2 separate regions of the Mus musculus genome follow, and region 2 is linked to region 1. Evidence: chromatin contacts called from public HiChIP or PLAC-seq data. All regions are on one chromosome and are shown on one strand. The core of a region is the stretch at or near the end of the contact, and the rest is flanking DNA. Distances in the headings are between cores, read along the strand shown.

Region 1 (4,768 bases), core at 905-3,404:
GAGAGAACTATAAACAGGGGGCCCTGGATGGACCAACACCTTGCTCTGAGCCTTCCCAGGCTATAACTAATAAAAACATCAGTGATTATGGAGGGGTTAGAATGTTGCAGGTCTGGAGCCTGATTACAATTCCTCTTGAGCTCTCTTTAGCCACCTTAATAGCCATTCCTTGCCAACCTCACAGCCTGTGGCTAACTGGAGCAACCTTTTGGAATGTATTAACAAAACTCTAGTTTCACCCAACCAAAGGGCTACGAATGCCTTGGGACAGCATCTGCAGCCCAGAGCCGAGATTCTCTGCCTTTCTGTAGACATCTTTTTACAATGTCCAACAGTGTATTTGAAAAGTGCTTTTGTTCCTGACTTCCTTTGTCCTGCTAATATAAAAACTTCATGGGCTGGAGATACTTCAGTGCTAAGAGCACATCTTGCTATTAGAGTTTAGTTCCCCACGCTCAAATCGGATGCCTCGTGACTGTCTGCACATCCGGGAGATCCAGCACCCTCTTCTGGGCCACGCCAGCACCTGCACTCACATGCGCGCATAACTAGAATCGAGTTTAAGAAACTATAGTTATTAATATGACACAGCCAGTCCCCCCCCCAATAACCGAGGCAGAGTCCTATGGATTATTTCATTCTGTCTTGTACAATTATTGGGGAATTACCCCTAATCTATATTTCTATAGATTATTATACTTAATTTCCCAGCTGCACTCCCCCAATACTTGCGGTTTGACTCTTCTCCAGTCGTATCTGATCTTTATTGATCTTTAACAATTTGGAAGGACTCCATAGCTTTTCTTTTCCTATGGAACAAATGTAAAATCTCCCAACATAACATACCTTCTTTTTTCTGCATGGAGTTATTTTTATTTTTATCTGCTAATCTAATGCAGCAATCCTTTCTAACTTCACGTGGCTGCCTGTATTGTTCTCAGCTGCTCTCCTCCAAAGCAAAAATTGGCTGTTCGAATCCCACCTCAGTTACTTCTGGTCCAGAAGTCTGACCTGGGGTTGGGGGTGGGGTGGGGGTGCGTTTCATTTGGGCACCTGATCCTGCTCCATCACATGTAATGGGAGTCTCCGGTTCCCTCTTCATCCACCCTCTTTCTCCTCCTCGTGGTCCCCACCTGCAACCCCCAGCCCAGTGTCTGAAACCGCATCTTTCATATTCTCCCCAGTAACTGGCTATAGCCACCTTTATTTAGCCAGTGGTTTTAAATTGGGGAGCAAGGTTTTCATAGCATCACTGGTATACATAAGGATCTGCTCACTGGGCACAACCAGGTCTTGGGAGCCAGTATTTAGCATTTGAATACACAGCAGCACCAGACCAATCCCTAACACGTATCCACATAACACATATCCACACGCAGACATACACATACTCATAATTTAAAAGAAAAAAATTTGTCCAACGGTTAGTAGGTTGGAACACTGAGTTTGTGTTCGTTTGAATGTGCTCTGAGGCAGTGGTCACTTGTATTTAGCTGTAAAGCAAATGTCTATCCCCTCAGGGGAGAGTTGTATGCTATGTTGGCACCAGGGGGGAGCCCCAATCCACTGTGTTTGCTGTCATAGAGGAGCTGAAGAAACAGATTGGGGGGATAGTCCATGAAGATGACATCTGTAGACCCTGGGAGAGGCTGCAGGGGAGACATCCCTGCCCCTCCTTGATTTCTAGCCTTCAGCTGGGAGACATGTTCCCAACTGAGGTCGAGGTCCTGTGTGGGCAGGTTTCTCTGTCTGTGTAAGTCATCAAAATGTCTCCCACCAAGCCCTGCTCTCAGTGGTAAGTTTTGACCCACGGGCCTGAATGTAAACCAGATCACACTGCCCCAGGGCCATTTATTTTCCTGACTCTGCTTCCTGCCATCCTCACGCCCATAGAAACAGGAAGATTCTCAAATGGGAGAGAGCACTGGCTTCAGGAGCACACATTTGTGAGACACTGCCATCTAGAAGCCCCTCGCTGTTAAAGAATACCGAAGTACAGGAAAGTGGCAGATAGCAAACTGCCAAACTCAAAAAAAAAAAAAAAAAAAAAAAAAAAAACCAAACCAAAAAACCTAGAGCCAGCATGACCTCTGGGACAGCCCTCAACAACCATCCAGCTCTATCTTGTGATGTCACAGCAGCGTCATAGCAACAGTGAGTGAGATCGCGCTGGACCACTTTGCTGGCAGAGAGGCAGGGAGAGGCTGGCAGAGATGCCTTTGGTCTGAGGCTGTGCTGGTGACGCCCTCCTTCCCTCTGGGTCAGGATGGAGAAGGACCCCGCCGCGCACAGGAAGCACCGGCCTGGGCCTGGCGCCCTGCCCTCAGGAATAACCCCTGCATACCTCAAGGCCGCCAGTGACGGGGCGGAACTCCAGAGGAGCAGGAGTGTGGGTGGCTTGCACCAGAAGGGGGATCCACCAGTCTGCATCAGGAAGCTGCTACGCAAGGAGCTAGGTAAGGGGTGGCTCCCTCCTGGAGGACTGGGAGGGCAGGCAGACCTGGCCCAGCCTTAAGAAAGTACAGTTTGTGGACATCTGGACATGGGCAGTAGGTGTATCATGCAAGACACATTGCCATTAGGAGAAGGTAGCTGGTTTCCAACTCCAGAACTGCACCAAGCAATGGAAACCCTGCCTTTCTTTTGACCGCTCTTTGCTTGGGGCTTTTCTTAATAAGAAAGATCAGGGCTGGAAGAGTCTCCTAATAGTTAGCGTCTTCTGGAACACAGTCACATGTGTACATGTTTCTGGGAGTGTGGGGAGCTTCCAGTCCTTTTATCTTACATATGGGTGTTTTGCCTGCACGTGTGTATGTACACTATGGACATGCAGTGCTGCAGAGACCAAAAGAGGGCCTTGGATCCCCTGGCATTGGAATTAGACTTGAGTCCCATGTGCGTTTTGGAAATCAAAATTGAGACCTTTGGAATTACATTGAGCACCGTTTCTCCAACCCTCCCCGTCCATTTTTAAATCTTCTGAAAATAAGTCACCAGCAGACCTCCTATCAGGCACCTTCATTATTTGACCCTCTAGACTGTTATCTGAGGCTGGGATTGAACTGAAACCTACCCTTTTTTCTCCCTGGGGCATGTGAGAACTGCCAAGGTCTGAATTACAGTGCAGAGCTGTGTAACATCCCTCAGCCCTGGCCAGAAGGCCTCAGCCTTCTGCTTCTCACTGTTGGGACATCCACAGATGTCAACAACTCTGAGTACAGCACTTCAGACAATGCAGAGACAAGCACGGGATCTCCTGAGAAAGGGACACAGGGTACAGACCAAGGCCAGGTGTGCTAAGTACAAGAAGGGACAGGCTCCTTTCTGGAAAGGAGGCAGGTGGCTAAGCAGCCGGCATCTCTATGAGAGAAGGCATGGGAGATTGGGGTGAGGTTTGAAATGGATGGAAAGACTAAGAGGATCAACTGGTGAGGAAGTTTGTCCTGTACTTCCCTCAACTAGCCTGCAAGTTAACCCCCAGGAAAGGGCCAGCCAGCTCTGTAAGGGAGCCCTCCAACTCACGCTCTGGGCTTGATCTATAAGAACTCTTCTCTAGCACTTTGGAATTTCTGTCTGAGTCACAAAGCCACTGTGGGGAACAGGTAATTCCAGCTGAGGTCTGGCCCAGACGGCAACTCTGGGGGAGAGCCCAGAATATAGCCTCAAAGACGTTATCTGTGCACAACTCTTCCCATTGAACACTATGCTGAACTGCCAGGTCCCTGGAAGTTTGGGGGAGGAAGTTACATGCAGAAGGAGTACGCCAAGTTGGAAGAGCTCACAGCCAACTAGCGCCCTCCCTGCCCCCACCCCCCAAAACCAGGATCACCTGGCACAGCTCCCTACAGTTATTGCTCTGAAGCTAGGGAATTCATGTCAGCTTGTTAGGGTCCCCTCAGCCTTGAGCACATTCAAGGTACCTCCTGCCTGATAGGATAGAGGATAATCAAGATCACCCCAATGATGGGCCTCAGCGCTGTGAGGCATGGGGGTCAGGATGTTCCTGAACAAGTCATCCCATTTCCAGCCAGTGGCCATCTTGGGAAGGTCCCTTCTTATCTCCTGTTCTGCCTCTTCAATAATCCACACTGAGATAAGGACATTTGCAGGCCTGTGAGTGTGTCCCAGGAGGCCAGGGATGCCTGGGCTGGGTCACAAACATATACTAAGAAAGCAATGGAGGTTGTGCTTTTACAACAATGCATGAAGTGGGCTCAGAGTGCAAGCTCGGTCATGGAAGGTGTTGGGGCAGAAGGAATAGACGTATCCTTGGAGCATGGCCAAAGGAGCCAACAAAGATGAGAAAGGGAAGTCTTGCTAGCTATGGCTGTTAGTCTCAGGCTGGCCTTGAGCCTGCCCCGAGGAGAACCAGGCAGGACAGTGAGCCTGTGAGATAGCAAACTGTGGGAAGTCCTAGATGCAGGAGCCGTCGTATCATGTTTAGAATACTCACATATTAACCAACTGCCCTTGCTCCTCAGACTCTGAGGACCAAGGCAAAGACCCAAGAAGTGACACGGATGACGGCACCTAGTAAGTGGAAGCGGCCTTCTTCTGAAATGTGACAATTGGGGTGTGGGGAGTGGGCTTGGAGCCCTCCACTGGGGGTTAGGACTTAGGTGGGGGTGGAGGGACCCAAAGGAAACTGAATCCTTTGAATAAAGGGATGGTTGGTAGGGTTGAGAAGCCTCTTTATCCAAGAGACTTGTCATAAAAGCAGAAGCCACCGTAGTGTGTCTCTAAACCGCAGATAGCATTCTTCACTTCC
Region 2 (4,768 bases), core at 880-3,379, 530 kb before region 1:
TATTCTAATTTGTTCCCTTCTAAGTAATGAAAAAAGTCACACCATCTAAAAGGAAGTCGTATGCACAATCTACAATTACCATGGAAGCCAAATCTGTGTGAGTCACCCTACTGCCTGCACAAGACAATTTGGCTACTGGAGAATCCTGATTAATGGCATTAAACGGCATTTTTAAAACACCAGAGTAACAACCTGACCTGCCAAATTTTATTATTTTTCATCATATCACCAAATTTTTCTTGGCCTTGGCTATGTAGCACCTTCCACAGGGAATATGAAGATGAAAATCACGCTATAGTGCACTTAAAGTCTATATACTATTGGGGAGGTTGGATTAAGTAAGTCAGCTTCAGATTTGTACACAACTCTGAAGCGGTCCTGGGTTACTTTGGGCTATTCTGTGACTCCGGGTTGTTTTCTCAATACAAATGCAATTAGTTTGTGGACTGTACAATAAAAGCCTTCTGCAAAACACAGGTGACTGGGATCCAAGGTAACGGTCAGATCTCAAGGTTGTAGGCTGATGTACCCACCTGGCCACTAACAGCAATCCCAAGGCTCCGAGTCCAGACAGCTCCCTCCCGCCTCCAAGTATTAGACGCCAGGAAAAACTGGTACGCTTTAATCTCCAGCCCTGAAACGCCCACAGCTCGGACTGGCAGAGTTCATCAAGAGCGAGGGCGAATTCGCTGCCCGTTACTTTATACTCTTCATCGATACAAGCCGGCTAAGGCTGATCAGTCAGTCACGCATTTGGATTTCGACCCGGGCCGGAATCCACATCCATTTGAAAAGAAGGAAGCGACATGCGGGCGGCTGGCACCACATTCCCGAAGTGTTTTGAGTTTCGGGTGAGAAACGGCTAAGCAGCCGCGGCGCTCCCGGTTCCCTTTCACCTGCGACACTCTACGCCCGCCTAGGCACTGCCTGCTGCCCTTCCCCATCTCTTCTAACTCGGTATACAGCCCCGGCCCCTGCCTCGGGTCCCAGCGAGCATCTCCCGCCACCCAGCCGCTCCAGGAGGATGGGAGAGAAATCCCCTGCCCCGCCCGGCCCCACCTGGCCAGCGTCAAGCAGAGGAGCCGGTGCCTGCCGCCCCCCAGCCCTTCGCCGCGCAGGGCTGTAATAATTACATCCTCATTATTTCTTCTGCGATCGTTAGGGAAAGAGCCCGAGAACAGCAACAGCAGCTGCCGGGGGAGGCTTAGTTACAAAACCCTGCGCTGGGTAGCGCTTCGCTTAGCAACCACCCCTAAAAAAGCCCCCGTGCTCCCGGCTCGCACTTGGAGAGCCCAGCAGCGGCCACCCCCTCCCAAGCCCGAGGCCCAGGCCCTGCCGGGCGCGAAGGCTGTTGCAAAGGGCACAAGTGGCCCCTCCCCGCCTCCGCGACCCCAGTGCCCGTACCACCAGCTCCAAGCACCTTTCATTCATTCCCAGTCTAGGTCCGGGTGTCCACCCGGGCTTGGGGGAGGGGAAACCCAGGTCGCACCCCACTGCCCCACCAGAGTCCCTCTCTGGCCGGGGCCCCGGGCTGCACCCCCTTACCCGGCCTCGCGGAGCGGGGAATTTCACACCTCCGCCTCGCTCCTGCACCCAGGGAGCCCGTGTGCCAGCAATCCTGCCGCGGGGCGCTGCAGCCCGGAAGGACCCCAGCGGCGGACCCCGGAGCACCAGCCGTCCCTGGGGTTATTCTCACGCTCCCGGATCGGGTCCCCGGGAGCCTCTTATCCCCAACGCAGCCACTCAGGCAGGGCCCTCGCCGGTCCGGCTCGCAGCACCGCCCCCTCCCTGCCCCGACGGCACTCGCCACTTAGCGCCCAGGTCCCCGCATCCCGGTCCCCGCGGCCCCGCGCGTCTCGCACCTTCCTCAGAGCAGACATCCTTGGGCTTTCCTAGTTCAGTGGGTGCAGAGCGACATGGCAAGGTGGCCACCCCTCAGGCCAGGCGGTGCGCACAGCACTGCCGCCAGCTCCCAAGCTCGAGAATCCTTGGGTCCGTGCGTCGATCCGCAGTCTGTCTGTCCCCCGCTGCCGCTACCGCTTATCGCCTCCACCACCGCCACCGCCAGCGCCACCACCGCCGCCGCGCGCTCCGACCCCGTTCGAGCCCGGCGCACGGTCGGTCCTCACGGCCGGCGCCTGCGCACTCGGCGCCCGGGGAGGCACCGGCGCACTGGGGGGCGGCCGGTGCGTGGCTCCATCTGAGGAAGGGCCCAGCGCCACGCGCCTAGGGGGAGCGCTCAGGCCGCGGTGCCGCTGCCAATGGCAAGCCTGGCCCAGAGGTCGCATGGCGCTCACGGCCCGGGAGCCCGCGCACAGCGGATCCCAACTGTTGCGCGCAGAGCGTTGGGTCACTCCAGGACAGTGATGGTTCCCGGAGGGGGAGCGGAGAGGTCCCACACCGCGTGTGCTCCGTGTGTTTGTAGGTCAGCGTGGGAACCCACAAGCAAGCCAATGCGCCTGGGAAGGGCCAGCTCAATGTGAACCGAGATGTGGGATCTGCAGACGCATCGGCACCCTGAACTCTGCACGGTGAAAGCCTATTGGGCTCCCAGGTCATAGAGAGGGAGCGATGGAAGATAGGAGCTCTCAGCACTGGCCACTAAGAGAGCACAGTGCTGCTCTGGGTGCTGTGAAATAAGACCACTGTTTCCACCTGTTACCTCCCAGCTCTGGTAAACTGCTGCTTCTGGGCTCACAGGAATCCCCAGCACCTTGAACAGCAATCTTTAGTCATAAACCTGGTCCAGATAGAGGGCTGAGATGGTGTCGGCCCTTGTTTGCTGCTGCACTCGGAAGCAAAGAAAAAAAACTATCTTTTTTTTTTTCCTCAGCGAAATCAGAAACACAACAAAAAACAGTCTGGCAAATTCAGCAAAATTAGCCATATTTTGATGAAACCTAATTAGATTCGTGGGGATACCCTTTTTAGATCCACTGAACAGTCAAGAAAAGTTTCTGTGGCCTAGAGTAAAAGGTGCTGACAACTAAAGACATAGTTTGGCACCGGGCTCTGGGGATACTCACTACACCTGCTTAACCTTGGGCCGGTCTCTAGGCTCCGTGTAAATATAATAGGGGGCTTTCGTCTCCGTTGTCAAGAAGTTTAAATGTGACCAAAACTTAATCAATAAGGTGACTATTTACAGAAAGGTGAATGGGTGTCGAATAGAGGAGAGACAGGTGAACAGCCCTGTATTTCCCTAAATCCCAAGATCTTTTCCATAAAAACAGCCTCCATAAGATGTTTTTTCCTATGATCAATCAACTGCAGTGCACTTTCAGAGCAAAATACTAAGGTGTGTGAAAGATACACAAATGGATCAAAGGTATCTGATGTGACTTTTTTCTAGTGTTTGTAGCACACTCCATTTGGATTCCACTATCGAAAGAGAGAGAGAGAGAGAGAGAGAGAGAGAGAGAGAGAGAGAGAGAGAGGAAGGAAGGAAGGAAGGAAGGAAGGAAGGAAGGAAGGAAGGAAGGAAGGAAGGTGGGTTTCCAGACCTCGAATAAAAAATCTAGACTGCACATCAAGTTGAAGATTCTAATATCCACTTTTCTCCTCCTCTCCACGGTGCCCCCATCTTCCGGTCTTCCATCTCAGGCAAACGAAAGGAGCACAGTGGTGCTTGCTGTGAGCTCTTTTGGGTCGTGGACTTGTACCAAAACAGAAAGAAAGACTGTCCCTGGGCACGCATCCAGTGTTGGGATGAAGCCATTTGACGTTATAGGAGTAACATGTGAGCATGAATGGCACTTGCTCCTATGAAGGAAATATACAGTGTTATTGGAAAAGGAAAAGGACAGGGAATTATTTGTGACCCTAGGGGAATACTGTGTGGTGTCATTACATACAGTCTTCCTCTAGGTTTGGCACACAGCGGGTCCCGAGACATGGATTCCAGTGAGTTATTTGAAAAACTTATTATCTCTGGAAACTAAACAGGAATAAAGAGTGGGAAAGGGAAAAAAGGGATAATGAAGGATGTGTCACCAAGGCGATCTTTCAGGCAACAAGGACTCGATCCTATTGAAGATTCTTAGTGGAATAGTCTGAGATACACTCCACAATTTCTTCCATCCTCTCTCCCCCCTCGACTCCCCCTACTGAGCAACTTGAATAATATCAAAGAAAGCTATTGTAGAGTTTGAGTTGAATGAGGTAAATCCAGAAGTTGACTTCTGCCCAAGCTCCCAGGAAGCTTGGGATTTGGGACAGAAAAGAATGAGGTAAGAGACCGTTCCAGCAGTGGGAAGAACAGACCCAAAGACCCAGAGACAAGGAAAGACTTATCTTTTCTTCTAAATGACTAATGAAATTAGGAAGTGCTCGATGCCTGACCCTACCCATGGGGGTTGGAGGTGAGGTTGTGCAGAGTCTATGGCGCAGCAGCAACACATCTGAACACTGCTGCAAGCTCCTTTAATACCCTCCACTCACACCCCATTGGTCCCAAGAAAGCATCTCTTCTAAACTGCAGTTCCTGATTGGCTGGCATTGTCTAAACCAGCAATCCTTGGTCTCTTAGGCAGTCCTCAATTAGGTCCTCCTGCAGGAGATACTTTTAGGGCTGTGTGCCCTCATCCCCCATGTTTACCTAGAGGTGCCCAGCCATTCCTGCTACAAGGAAGAACTGTGAGACCATCTTGAATGAGAACTAACAGATAATGAATTGGGAGGTTCTATAACACATTTAAAGGCCTTGGAATAGTGTCTTAAAACACAGCATAATTTTGTGTGGGATTTTGACCAAGACATTAGGATTTTC

The links. HiChIP or PLAC-seq counts read pairs in DNA pulled down with a chosen protein or histone mark.
Region 2: a contact with region 1 is called in an H3K27ac HiChIP or PLAC-seq map of embryonic stem cells, with 2.9 times the contacts expected there. The contact joins the promoter of Dlgap2 here to the promoter of 1700029H14Rik in region 1. A contact is called at or near these places in 11 of 39 promoter capture datasets (the 3T3-L1 cell line, the HPC-7 cell line, cranial neural crest and 6 more), 1 of 484 Hi-C or Micro-C datasets (the HPC-7 cell line) and 2 of 115 datasets of contacts at active chromatin or transcription factors (embryonic stem cells and pancreatic cancer cells).

Annotation. Positions count from the first base shown.
Region 1 is chr8:13,559,847-13,564,614 of GRCm38.p6, reverse strand. It overlaps 1700029H14Rik (RIKEN cDNA 1700029H14 gene), which reads left to right and starts at 2,154. Exons shown (of 9, transcript NM_025601.3): 1 at 2,154-2,456; 2 at 4,482-4,533. The coding sequence starts at 2,267.
Region 2 is chr8:14,093,236-14,098,003 of GRCm38.p6, reverse strand. Dlgap2 (DLG associated protein 2) reads right to left here and starts at 2,129. Exons shown (of 16, transcript NM_172910.3): 1 at 1,863-2,129.